2 separate regions of the Mus musculus genome follow, and region 2 is linked to region 1. The links are chromatin contacts, called in public HiChIP or PLAC-seq maps. All regions are on one chromosome and are shown on one strand. Each heading gives the region's core, a stretch centred on a gene start, on an enhancer-like site or on the middle of the called end of the contact. The rest is flanking DNA. Distances are from core to core; before and after follow the strand shown.

The links. HiChIP or PLAC-seq counts read pairs in DNA pulled down with a chosen protein or histone mark.
Region 2: an HNF4G HiChIP or PLAC-seq map of pancreatic cancer cells shows a contact between it and region 1. The contact joins two enhancer-like sites. A contact is called at or near these places in 3 of 115 datasets of contacts at active chromatin or transcription factors (bone marrow-derived macrophages, memory CD8 T cells and pancreatic cancer cells) and 1 of 9 other capture datasets (adipose tissue).

Annotation. Positions count from the first base shown.
Region 1 is chr4:133,444,935-133,450,583 of GRCm38.p6, reverse strand. No RefSeq gene overlaps it. Among named protein-coding and RNA genes, the nearest start is that of Gm42322, 7.4 kb to the right of the region's middle. Within about 2 kb of position 2,998, at least 44 of the 459 cell types and tissues checked have an H3K27ac peak or open chromatin away from gene starts, as enhancers often do. A contact at or near this core is called in pancreatic cancer cells, where this site is marked.
Region 2 is chr4:133,657,481-133,663,129 of GRCm38.p6, reverse strand. Pigv (phosphatidylinositol glycan anchor biosynthesis, class V) reads left to right here. Exons shown (of 4, transcript NM_178698.5): 4 at 339-1,705. The coding sequence ends at 620. Among named protein-coding and RNA genes, the nearest start is that of Pigv, 12 kb to the left of the region's middle. Within about 2 kb of position 2,474, at least 348 of the 459 cell types and tissues checked have an H3K27ac peak or open chromatin away from gene starts, as enhancers often do. A contact at or near this core is called in pancreatic cancer cells, where this site is marked.

The DNA of each region.
Region 1 (5,649 bases), core at 1,749-4,248:
GTGTAGGAATGTATGACGTGCCAGTGGAGACCAGAAGGGGGCAGGCAGCAGATTCCCTGGAAGTGGAGCTACAGGTAGTGGGAGCTGCCCATAAGTGCTGGGAAACAATTTCTGGTCCTCTCCAGGACTATCCAGTGCTCTTAACAGCTAACCCATCCACCCTCTCTATCCACCATAGGTTTTCCATAAGTTGGTTTTATCCCTACACAGTTATAGAGTCAGCCAACCCAGAGCACACCCCCTCCTCTAGAGAATGAAGCATTGAAGGTCACTAATGTTCAACCTTTCTCCAGGAGAACAGGCACCGGGAGACCTTTTTGCCTGTTGCAAGGCGTATGACTGTTTTATTTTTGCTTTAGGAATAGCCTCACTATGTAGCCTAGGCTGGCCTTGAAATCATGATCCCTCCTGATTTTACCTCCCAAGGGTTGGGATTATAGGCACACACCACAACACCCCCTTCTTTCGTTTGTTGTTTATGTTGGCTGACCCTCAGGAGGGTCAGGATGAATCAAGCACTAGTTATTTTTTAGTGGGACAGGTCATTTGAAGGGAGTCCCCTTCCCCATTCAGGCAACAAACTTTCAATTCTGGCCACAGTCAGTATCAGCCAGCAGGTGGCGCTCTGACAGATGCTCGGCTGTTGCGGTTGGAATTCATGCAGTGGTACCTCGTGAGCCCACCTAAATTTTGACCCTTGCTGACCTCCACGAGTCTGGTTGCATGACTGCAGAATGACGCAGGGCCACGAATCTGACTGATCACGGACTCAGTCATTCTTTTAAGTACCAGAAACATGCAGATGGACGTGTCACATTTTCCGTGTTCTCCGTGCCCTCAGCTCCTGCCTGCGCTTCCCTAGAGAGAGCAGGTGCCCACTCGCTGCAAGTGGCTGAATTCTGTCATCTCACCGTGTTACACACTCCCCCTCCACCTGCCTCCTTGCGGTCTCTCTTTCTGGAAAATTCTCATTGGAGGTTGACTAACAGACTTTAATTCCATAACCTCCCTCAAGCCCTCCTGACTTCACAGGTATTAAGTAGCTTCCTCTCCCCTTCCTCAAGGGCTGTCCAGACTGTGGGAGATGCCCTCACTACATTGGCCCACAACTCACAGACATGGCAATATTGCCTCCTGCCTAGCTTTCCCAGTGCTGGGATTGCAGGCGTGAGCTATCACGTCTGAGGTCAGAAGATGGCTGGAATGTTCCTTGTGTCTCACCATCTGCTTGCCCTGTCCTGTCCTTGAACTTCCTCTGAGCTCCACAGCATGAAAAATTAGCTCCTCGGGATCTGCCCAGCTTCCCAGAGGCTGCAGGAACATCTCAGACTCCACCCACCTCAATTTAGCAGGCAGAGTGTACTGGAGTAAAATGCCTTCCTCAGCCAGCCCAGGGATGGGGGCACCAACAGGGGCAGTGGGCGGCCATCATTGAAGGGCTCTCTAACAGGCCCAATCATGGCAAACATGGCGCTGTCTGCTTTGGCCCTTCCCTCTGCCTTGCTAAACCACGAGATTACATTCCTAAAGCTTGCCCCCAAGGTCTATTCCCTTATTTAGCCACCTATTCATTCTTGAGACTAAACACCAAGGCCCAGCTATCAACATTCATTTTTTGCCTACACCAGCTAAGCTGTCCAATCAGGTCTTAGCACAGACTTCCCCTTCCCTCATTAAAAACTATTTCTGCAGACACACCTGCTACTGCCGTGGTCTGATCCAGAGGCGGCACGCCCCTTGCTTGTCCCTCTGGGGTAATAAACTTCCTTTGTGCTGAGAATTTGGTGTCTGGGTGTGTTCCCTAGCGACTCTAACACACACACACACACACACACACAATCACAAGATGAGGTCTGTGATGGGGTCCTCACAGGGTCTGAGGATAGCTGTGGAGTGCGGTCTTCCTAAAGGAGGCACTAGTTCCCTGGGGGGACTGGACAGGGCTTTCCCACCATGGAGACGGAGTGAGTTAGGGCGAGTCCCACCCCCAGTGCTGTGGCCGAGCCTCAGGAATTTCCCAAAGGGAGAATGGCTAGTGGGGAAACGAGTGGAATAATTTGGGAAGGGAAGCTCTGGGCGAGAGGAAGGTAATGTCTCTAAGAACTCTTAGGAAGAAAGGCCCAATGGAACAGAGCGGGTGAGCGTGAAGCGTTCAGGTGGAGTGGGTCATGCACTCAGGTAGCTGAGGCAGGAGAATTGCTGTAAGTCTGAGGTCAACCTGAGCTACATAATGAGTTCCACACCGGGTTATAGATTTAGAGTCTGTTTAAGTGTGCGCGCACACACCAAAACAAAATAAGACTTATGGAGGATCAGGAAGTAGGCAGGAGACAAAGAATCCTAAAATTCTCTGTGCTTACCTTTCCATGAGGGAAATGGTGCTGGTCTACAGTGCGCATGTGCTGAGCGCAGCCCGGCGCTCACTTCCCTCCCTGATGGAGCACAGGAGGACGGCCCTGGGCCAGAGCCCTGGCTCCTTTGTGGTTTGCTTTTGTTTGCAGCACTGGGAATTGAACCCACGACCTCACGCACACGGAGGCAGGTGTTCTGCCACTGTGCTTTCTCTGCTTGGAAAGACTACATTGGCTGGCATCTTTGGGGGCCAGGCAGACTCCTTACCATCGGTGTGAACCTGTCAGAAACCCTGGTAACCTGAATATAAAAAGGGTCGTTGATTGATTTGGGCTCCTCTTAAGGATGAACACAGCAGAGGAGGCGAGATTTAGCGGCTGTTCTGACTGGTTAGGCTCCCTTCTCTCCCTCTCCTCCCCAACGCAGGAGAAACTGTGGAGTAGGTGTGGCTCTCCTTGGCTCCTGAAGTCCCAGGGAGGCAAGTCTGAGTCTCACAGCCTTATTCCATCCCCCCCCCCCCACCTGTGACTGCTTTCTAGAGATTCCAGCACCTTCTGAGTCTCGACTGTATTAGTTACTAGAGTTAGGGCACAGACTATTCCACACTGTGCACAGAGGACGGTGGCACATGGCTTCTCTGACTCAGCATGACTCCAGGAGTGCCACAGCTGCGTGCCTGCAACTCATGATCTCTCAGAGTTGTGATCAGATGTGAGTCAGATCTGCTGCTGCCTGAAGATTTGAGGGTCTCCTCAGAGGACTGTCCACTCCCAGGGTTGGCAGCTTGATGCTGAGCAGGTGGCCTCAATTCCTGGCTTCATGGTCAGGTGTTGTAGCTTGTGCGTCCTCACAAAACGCCTGGCTTCCCTGAAAGGCAGTTGCCCCAGGCGGGGAGGTCGAAGCCCCAGTCTCCTTCATAGTTTAACCCTGACTATCACAAGCCTTCACTCCTGCTGTATCTTTTTGGCCAACCACTTCATTGCTATTTAGTGGGAAGGACATGTCAAGGGGTTACTGGAACTTTCTTGCATCCTGGCAGCCATGCTAGCTTTTATGTAAATCATTAGGAATGAGAGAGAAGCTCATAGACCTTCTAGAACCATCTGAGTGCTCTGAGCCATGTCTGCTTCCAGCTTGGGACTCTGAAGAGGGATGAAGCTGCCAACCGCCAGTGACTCTCTTCTTCCTGTCCCCTATCCCCCCAGTCTTTACTTCTTGTAAAAGTATCCCTTTTACTCAGGCAGTGAGTTCCAACTACCACCCAGGTGTGGCAGCTGTTCAGCAAAGCCATTGACTCACTAACTGTTCTGGGCTCTCTCTGCTGGCCTGCTACAGTTCATCTGGAGGCCAGTGACAGGGGTCAAGTCACCTGAAGGAGGGGTGACAGAGTGTGTCACAAGAAGCTGAAGAGCCAAGATTCAGGAAGGGTGGGGACCTTGACAGCTGGGGTCCATGGTACTACAGACTCAGGCTGCAGTTGTAGCTCAGTCAGCAGAGAGCTTGCCTTCAAGCAGTGAGGACCTGAGTTCAATACCCAGAATCTGTGTGTCCTAGTTAGCGTTTCCATGACTGTGAAGAGACACTATGACCAAGGCAACTCTTATAAGAACGTTTAACTGGGGCTGGCTTACAGGTTCAGAGGGTCAGTCCATTAACATCAAGGTGGGAGCATGGCAGCATCCAGGCAGACATGGTGCTGCAGGAGCCAAGAGTTCTACATCTTGGTCTGAAGGCAAATAGGAGAAAGACTGGCTTGCAGGCAGCTAGGAAGAGGGTCTTAAAGTCCACTCCCATAGAGACACACTTTCTCCAACAAGGCCATACCTCCTAAGAGTGCCCCTCCCTGGGCCAAGCATATTCAAACCACCATACTGTGTTCAGAAGGAAAGGAGGCCAGGCTTAACGGTGGGCACTTGTAACCCCAGTGCTGGAGAGGTGGGGACAGCTGGATCCCAAGGGCTTTCTGGTGAGCCAGCCTAGCTCTTGGCAAACTTCATGAGAGACCCTGTCCAAAAAAAAAGGTGGACATCTCCTGAGGAATGACACCTGCTGTAAGGTTTTTCTCTGGTCTCTCCGTGCACACCTATACACATGTCCAAGTGTCCACCCCCATATGTCCACCCGCACACACATGAATACACCAGCACACACATATACATACTACACGAACACACTCGAGACACCTCACACCTCACCACTGCTCCAGTTTACTGGTAAAAAGAATCAGATTGGTCCAGCTGAGCCAGATGACTACATCCACAATGGCCAGGGAAGAGGTGGAGCTATAGCCATGATGCTGTAAGGTGGGCGGGACCTAGGACAGGTGATGTTGCCGAGGTAGCTGTTCAGACAGGAACTTTTTGCCTGCTTGCTTTCACTCTCCCTGGCAAGTCCAAGTCCTTCACACACATATTCATATAAATATTCTATGAGTTCTGTTCTAAAGAACCCTGGCTAATACAAAGGGAATGAATGTTGGTTGTCCCTGACCCCAGAGAGTAATTTGCTGCAATTGTATGGCTTTGGAAATGGCCTGATTTGGGCCACAGGGGATGAAGAAACTACAGGCAAACATGGAAAAGCCAGGATCGGTGGGTCGTGTGCTCTGATGGAGACACGCCAAGCAGTATGGGAGAAGGGGCGAGATACAACCAGTTCCTGTGCAGCATTGAGGAGGAGGTATCAGCTAATGTCAGTCGGGGGCAGTCTCTCTCTGCTATGGTCCTCCTGGAGCTGAAGCACTATCAACACTATCAACATCCAGTACCTGGACCAGGGAAGGCTTTCATCCCTGAGCCTGACCCAGGAAAGCCTTGCCATTCCCAGAGTGTGAGGCCCTGGAATCCTTGACAAGGATTCCTGGCTGCTCCTGTTAATAACACACAGCTGCAGCCAGGCAGTGGTGGCACACGCCTGTAATCCCAGCACTCAGGAGGCAGAGGCAGGCAGATTTCTGAGTTCGAGGCCAGCCTGGTCTACAGAGTGAGTTCCAGGACAGCCAGGGCTACACAGAAACCCTGTCTCAAAAAACCAAACCAAACAAACAATAATACACAATTGCTCAAGACTTCAATCCCTCACAGAGTAATTGATGGCTGTGTGGATCAGCCTAATGAGGCGTGTGAGTCTCCACTCCAGTGGGAGGGGGGAGAGTGGGGAGAAGGGAGGGAGGCATCTCCTGTATCCAGGCTGGCCTTGAACTCTTTTTTTTTTTTTTAAAGATTTTATTTCTTGTTACATGTAAATACACTGTAGCTGTCTTCAGACACACCAGAAGAGGGCATCAGATCTCATTAT
Region 2 (5,649 bases), core at 1,225-3,724, 210 kb before region 1:
AGGAACCGAGTCCTGCTGCTTCTCCCTGCTCTCAGCCCTTCTGATAAGGAGCCTCCAGGTTCCTACTTCCAAAGCAGACTAAAATGTAGAGACTGTGGGTAAAATTAGACCTCAGAGAGACCTTTTAGTATTGGTTGGCCCGTTAGTGTGGTAATTCCACTGAGACTGGTTGTTGGGAACACGAGGTTTGTCTGGCATCGGCAGATTAATAACATTCTCGGTATTAGGCAGATCTGCAGCTTTTGCTGAACTTGCTTTCCCAGTGGGATGTTGTTCGTTGTCAGGCCATGATTGACCCAGCCACATCACTGATGCTCCAACCAACATGGCTTTTCTAGGTTCTCACGCGGTTTTTGGCCTCTTCCACTCCTATCATGTACTGGTTTCCAGCTCACCTGCTTCAGGATCAAGAACCGCTGCTGAGGTGTGTGGACACAGAGCCTGGGAAGCTTCCTCAGGAGAAGTCCCCACCAGGACAGAAGGCCCCCAGAAACTGTCTCATGAAACTCTTCTACGATTGGAAGAGATGCTCTCCAGTCACAAGATGCGTTCTGGTCTACTTCCTGACCTACTGGCTTCTGGGACTAATTCTCCATTGCAACTTCCTGCCTTGGACTTGACCTGGAGTGTCAAGGAATGAAAGCTCTAAGACGACACCCTGGCTGGGACAGCCCGCACACTCCGGAGAGCACTGTGCAGTAGGATCTCTGGGTCTCTCTGGGGGCCAGCTAAGAAGGGAAAATGGGAGCACAGGCGCCCCTTCTCATCCTGGGCGGGGCAGGTGTAGGGGAGTAACTTCAGTGCTCAGTGCAGGGGTCTCAGATCTCCCTAGTCCACAAGTACTAGGCAATCTTAAACCTACTACTGATCCACGTGTAAGTCTGTCTTCTTGTTTTTTGAGAGAAGGTTGGTTTCTCTACATTGCCCTGGTTGTCCTGGAACTCACTCTGTAGACCAAGTTTATGTAGACCAGGCTGGCCTTGAACTCAGAGATTCATCTGCCTCTGCCTCTTGAGTACTAGGCCCACCACTGAGTGTGAGCCACCCCTGCCTGGCCTGGTGGATAAATTTAAATGTTTGATCAAAGCACAGGCCAACAGCCTGCCCCACTCAGGATGGTGGAGTCAGTGCAGTGTAGTGACAGAAGGAAGAGGGGACAGACAGCCTGCTCTAAGTGAGAGGTTTCTGAAGGTGGTTGTTTTCTTTTTTTTTTTTTTTAAAGATGTATTATATTATATATGAGTACACTAGCTGTCTTCAGACACACCAGAAGAGGGCATCAGATCCCATTGCAGATGGTTGTGAGCCACCATGTGGCTGCTGGGAATTGAACTCAGGACCTCTGGAAGAGCAGCCAGTGCTCTTAACCACTGAGCCATCTCTCCAGCTCCCTGAAGTTTTCTTTATGATACTGGTGTGTGTGTGTCTGTGTCTATCCTACAGACTGTGAAAATCTAAATACTCCTTTTGCAATGAATTACCTTTTTCTGGAGGAGGGGTAGTCAGGGGAGCTAAGACAAGGTCCCTCTGTGTAACTCTGACTGTCCTAGAACTTGCTTGCTATGTAGATCTGGCTGGTTTTGAACTCAGAGATCCTCCTACCTCTGCCGAACTAGTTTCTATAAATTATAGAGGGTTGAGGCTAGAACTCCGTAGTAAAGCACACGAGGCCCTAATTTCAGTAATAAACACCACTTGGATCAGAGCACAGGGTCTGAATCTTGGCTCCCATTCCTCACTTTCCAGCTGTATGATCTAAAGCCACCTTCAGAGCTTTTGCCTTCTCTGAAATTAAGGAGGAGACTTCTTCCCTGGGGTGTGATTTAGGCCTTAAATCTTGAGGCTACCTTAAACAAAAGATAAATGGAGGCTCACAAGTGGTCTAATGGGAAAGTCCTCCTTTGATCAATTGGAAACAGCCTCCCCCCCACCTCTGGGAACAACTCGGAATAGAAGCTGTCGTGGAGAGTAATGACACCTGGTGGAAAAGGGTAACCCAGGGTGACTGGTTTTCCATTCTCAAAGATCACACTTGCATGAGTCAGAGGCACCTACCCCACAGCCTTGATGGGGGAACCTTGTAGCTAAGTCAGTCCAAGGTTGTCTACTGTAGCATCTGCCCTGCTTCCTGGCTCCCTGTGGTTACTAAGAGTAACCCTGCCCCTGAGGAAGGATGACTCCAGGATGCTGAGGCTTGAGGTGAGCTTGAGGGCAGCTACAGAATAAGACCCTGTATAAATGAAAGACAGTGTCCCTGCTGCGCAGCGTTTGTGCATTCTTGAGCCAGGTAACTTTGGCTCGGTGTCACCATCCTTACTCCCCATTGGGCCAAAAATTCCAATAAGCAGCATTCTTCAAAACAGATGGCAGTCAGCAGTGGCTTCTGGAAAGCTCGGAGTTGGAATTTGGACACACTCCCTCCGACCGTGACAGAAAGCTCAACTTGCCAGCTGAAGGGAAGCTCCTGGCCCAGGCCCAGCACCCTCTGTGGGAGCCTCCAGCCAGCCTGGCCAACGAGCATTCCCACCCAGCACCACAGCACTAGCACAGCCAAGCATTTGGTCCAGAGTCAAATGCTACTGAAAATGTACACACAGATTGGGGCAGCCCTCTGCCTTCTGCCAAGACACCAAGTGCCCTTCTTGGCAAAAGACAACACCTCTCCCCTAGTGTGTCCCTCCAGCTGGCAGACTGCAGCCTCTTCCCCAGCAGCTGCAAATCCTAGGACTCCCCCTCCCCCTCCAAAAAAAAAAAAGTGCGTGGGAGGAGCCGGGATCCTTTGGTCTCCCTCTCTGCTCCACTTTGCCTCCGTTTGGAGGGTAACCAGAAGTGATTGTTCCTCTCCTGGGAGAGGTGACTCACCCCCTACAGAGCAGCTTCAGTCTCCCCTGTTTTGTCCCTAGAGCCATCACTGAAGAAACCCTACACCTGGGCACCCCGGCTAGGTAAGCACACCTGGAGAAGGCCGGGCTTCTGGCCTGGGAGGCTCACGGCTCAGCTTGTAAGGAGCGGGCTGACTTTATGACCAGCAGCTGTCCCTTTACCGGCCTATTAACAGTCTTTAATAGTCTGAAGGAGGACCGTGAAGGGCCCAAGGCCGGAGCTTCCTGTTTCCCCGAGGTCTAAGAATGCCACAGCTGGGTGGGGCGGCCACGGTTTCAGAGAAAAGTCATTTCCTTCCAAGACCCTGCTAAAATACAAACCAGACACTCTGAGGACCCAGAAGTGGATGTCTTTTTGTTCTTTAATGGAGGTGGGAAAAGGGGAAGCTTTGGCGGGTCTCTAGTAGTCCCACTGGGGTGGGGCAGCGGAAGTCTGGGTCTAAAAATGTAAAGTGTGGAGGCTTAAGTTTTTAAAAGGATTCTTTTCACCAGTTGTTTATTAATGCCTGTTTTGGACTAAGGCAGGCCTAGCCACGCCTCCTGTCCTCAAGTGTTGCTGGCCAGTGCACCGGAGCATTCATTAGGGAAGTGGTAAATTCTTTAAAAAGCAACATTTTAGTGTGTGTGTGTGTGTGTGTGTGAGTGTGTGTGAACATGAACATCCTATAGCCCACGTGGAAGTCAGCATTGCCCTCTTGTTGAGTCTTAGTTCTTTATTATGCTGTCCTTAAAACTGGGCATGTCAGGCCTGAGGACAAGTCCCTTCCCCCACTGAGCCCTCTGAGTGCTGGCCCAGAAGTAGCAAATTCTGAGGCATAAAGGACATGTTTTGCTATCTTTCTACTTAAATTTTTTTTATAACGAGGATGAATTAAAGTTTTAATTTGAAGATGGTGTGGTGCACACGTGCAGTCCCTGCCCTTGTGAGATGGAGCAGGAAGATTGTGAAATCTAAGCCTACTGTGGTGCACACCTTCAATCCTAGGACTCGGGAGGCAGAGGTAGGGGGGATCTCTGTGAATTGGAGGCTATCCTGGTCTACAGAGTGATTTCCAGGACATCCAGGGCTACGTAGTGAGGCCATGTCTCAAAACAAAACAAAACAAAAAGAACTGGAAAGATGTCTCGGTGGTTAAGAGCCCCAAGTCCTGTTTTTGTAGGGGACCCAAGTACAAGACCCTATCACTGTAGCTCCAGCAGAGACAACACCAGGAAACCTTGACAACCTGCACTCCTGAGCACATTGCACATAGGAACACAAACACTCTTAAACTCCATGGCCTAGAGAAATAGCTCAGTGGTTAAAAGTGTTAGCATTCTGTCTAGGCTCCACCCCACAGTGACCTGGCAACAGCCAGGTGTGCCTGACTCACTATAAAAGGGGCTGCTCACCGCCTGGCCCCCCACTGTCTCTTGCTCCTGCCTTCTTGCTCCCTCTGTTCTCTAGCCCCTCCCCCCACATCCCTCCCCCCACCCCTCCCCCTCTCTCCCTGCCTTTCTCTGTCTCTCCTACCCTCTCTCTTTTTTTCCCCCTCAAAGATCTTATTTATTTTATGTATGTGAATACACTGTCGCTGTCTTCAGACACACCAGAAGAGGACGTAGGATCCTATTACAAATGGTTGTGAGCCACCATGTGGTTGCTGGGAATTGAACTCAGGACCTCTGGAAGAGCAGTCAGTGTTCTTAACCGCTGAGCCATCTCTCCAGCCCCCTCTACTACCCCCTTAACTCCCCTCCCCAGGCTCTGAATAAACTATTCTCTACTATACTGTGTGGCTGTTCCCTCAGGGGGAAGGGATGCCTCAGCATGGGCCAGCTGAGGTACCCCCTTCCCCCATACCTTAACCACACTTCCACCAATTCCCTCTTTATCTTTTTATAAACAACAAAAAGTGTTTACTGCTCTTCCAGTGGTCTATGTGGTTCCAAGCACCCTTGTTGGGCAGCTTAAGACCTCTGGTAACTCCAACCCCAGGGACTCTGACATTCTTTTTAGCTTCCTTGGGCTCCTGAACACACATGGCATACACTCACTCAGATACATATATACATAAGAATAAACACATCTTCAAAGAGTTGAAAGCAGCGAGTGAGTATATTATCTCCCCCCATGCCCTAGTTAGCATTGGCAGCACTGGGGGCAAACCTGTCAGGCCAGCTAGGTAGGCGCTGTGCTGTACTGGTGAGCTACATCCCCAGCCAGAGAGTGACTACAGCAGATGGGAAGAGAATCAGGGAAGAGCGCTCAGCTTGAAGGGAGCCAAGGAATTACTCTAAGATCTGGCTCCAGAGCCAACCCACTGTACACTAAAGCTGTGTGAGCTCACTGAACTCAGCCTGACTTCTCTCATCTGTCCCCGTGCCTACGGAGTTCTTATCCATAAACTCAGCCATCCCTTATGGGAAGGTAAATGTTACTTCTGGATATTTTGAGACATCTCATAATAGTTCTTATTGACCTTGAACTCTACATCCCCCAGACTGGCCCAGAACTGTCCATCCTCCAGGTTGAGATCATACATGCATGTACACCACCGTACACATCAGAGATCGTTGAATGGGGTAGGTTTTTAGTCTCAGAACTTGGAAGATAGAGGCAGGCATATTTCTGTTAAGTCTATGCCAGCCCGGTCTATCTAGCAAGTACCTGGATAGCCAGGCTTACATAGTGAGACTGTCTCAAAAAAAAAAAAAAAAAAAAAAAAAAGAAAGAAAGAAAGAAAGAAAAGAAACACTTGAAAAAAAAGAAATTGATCAGTACTGA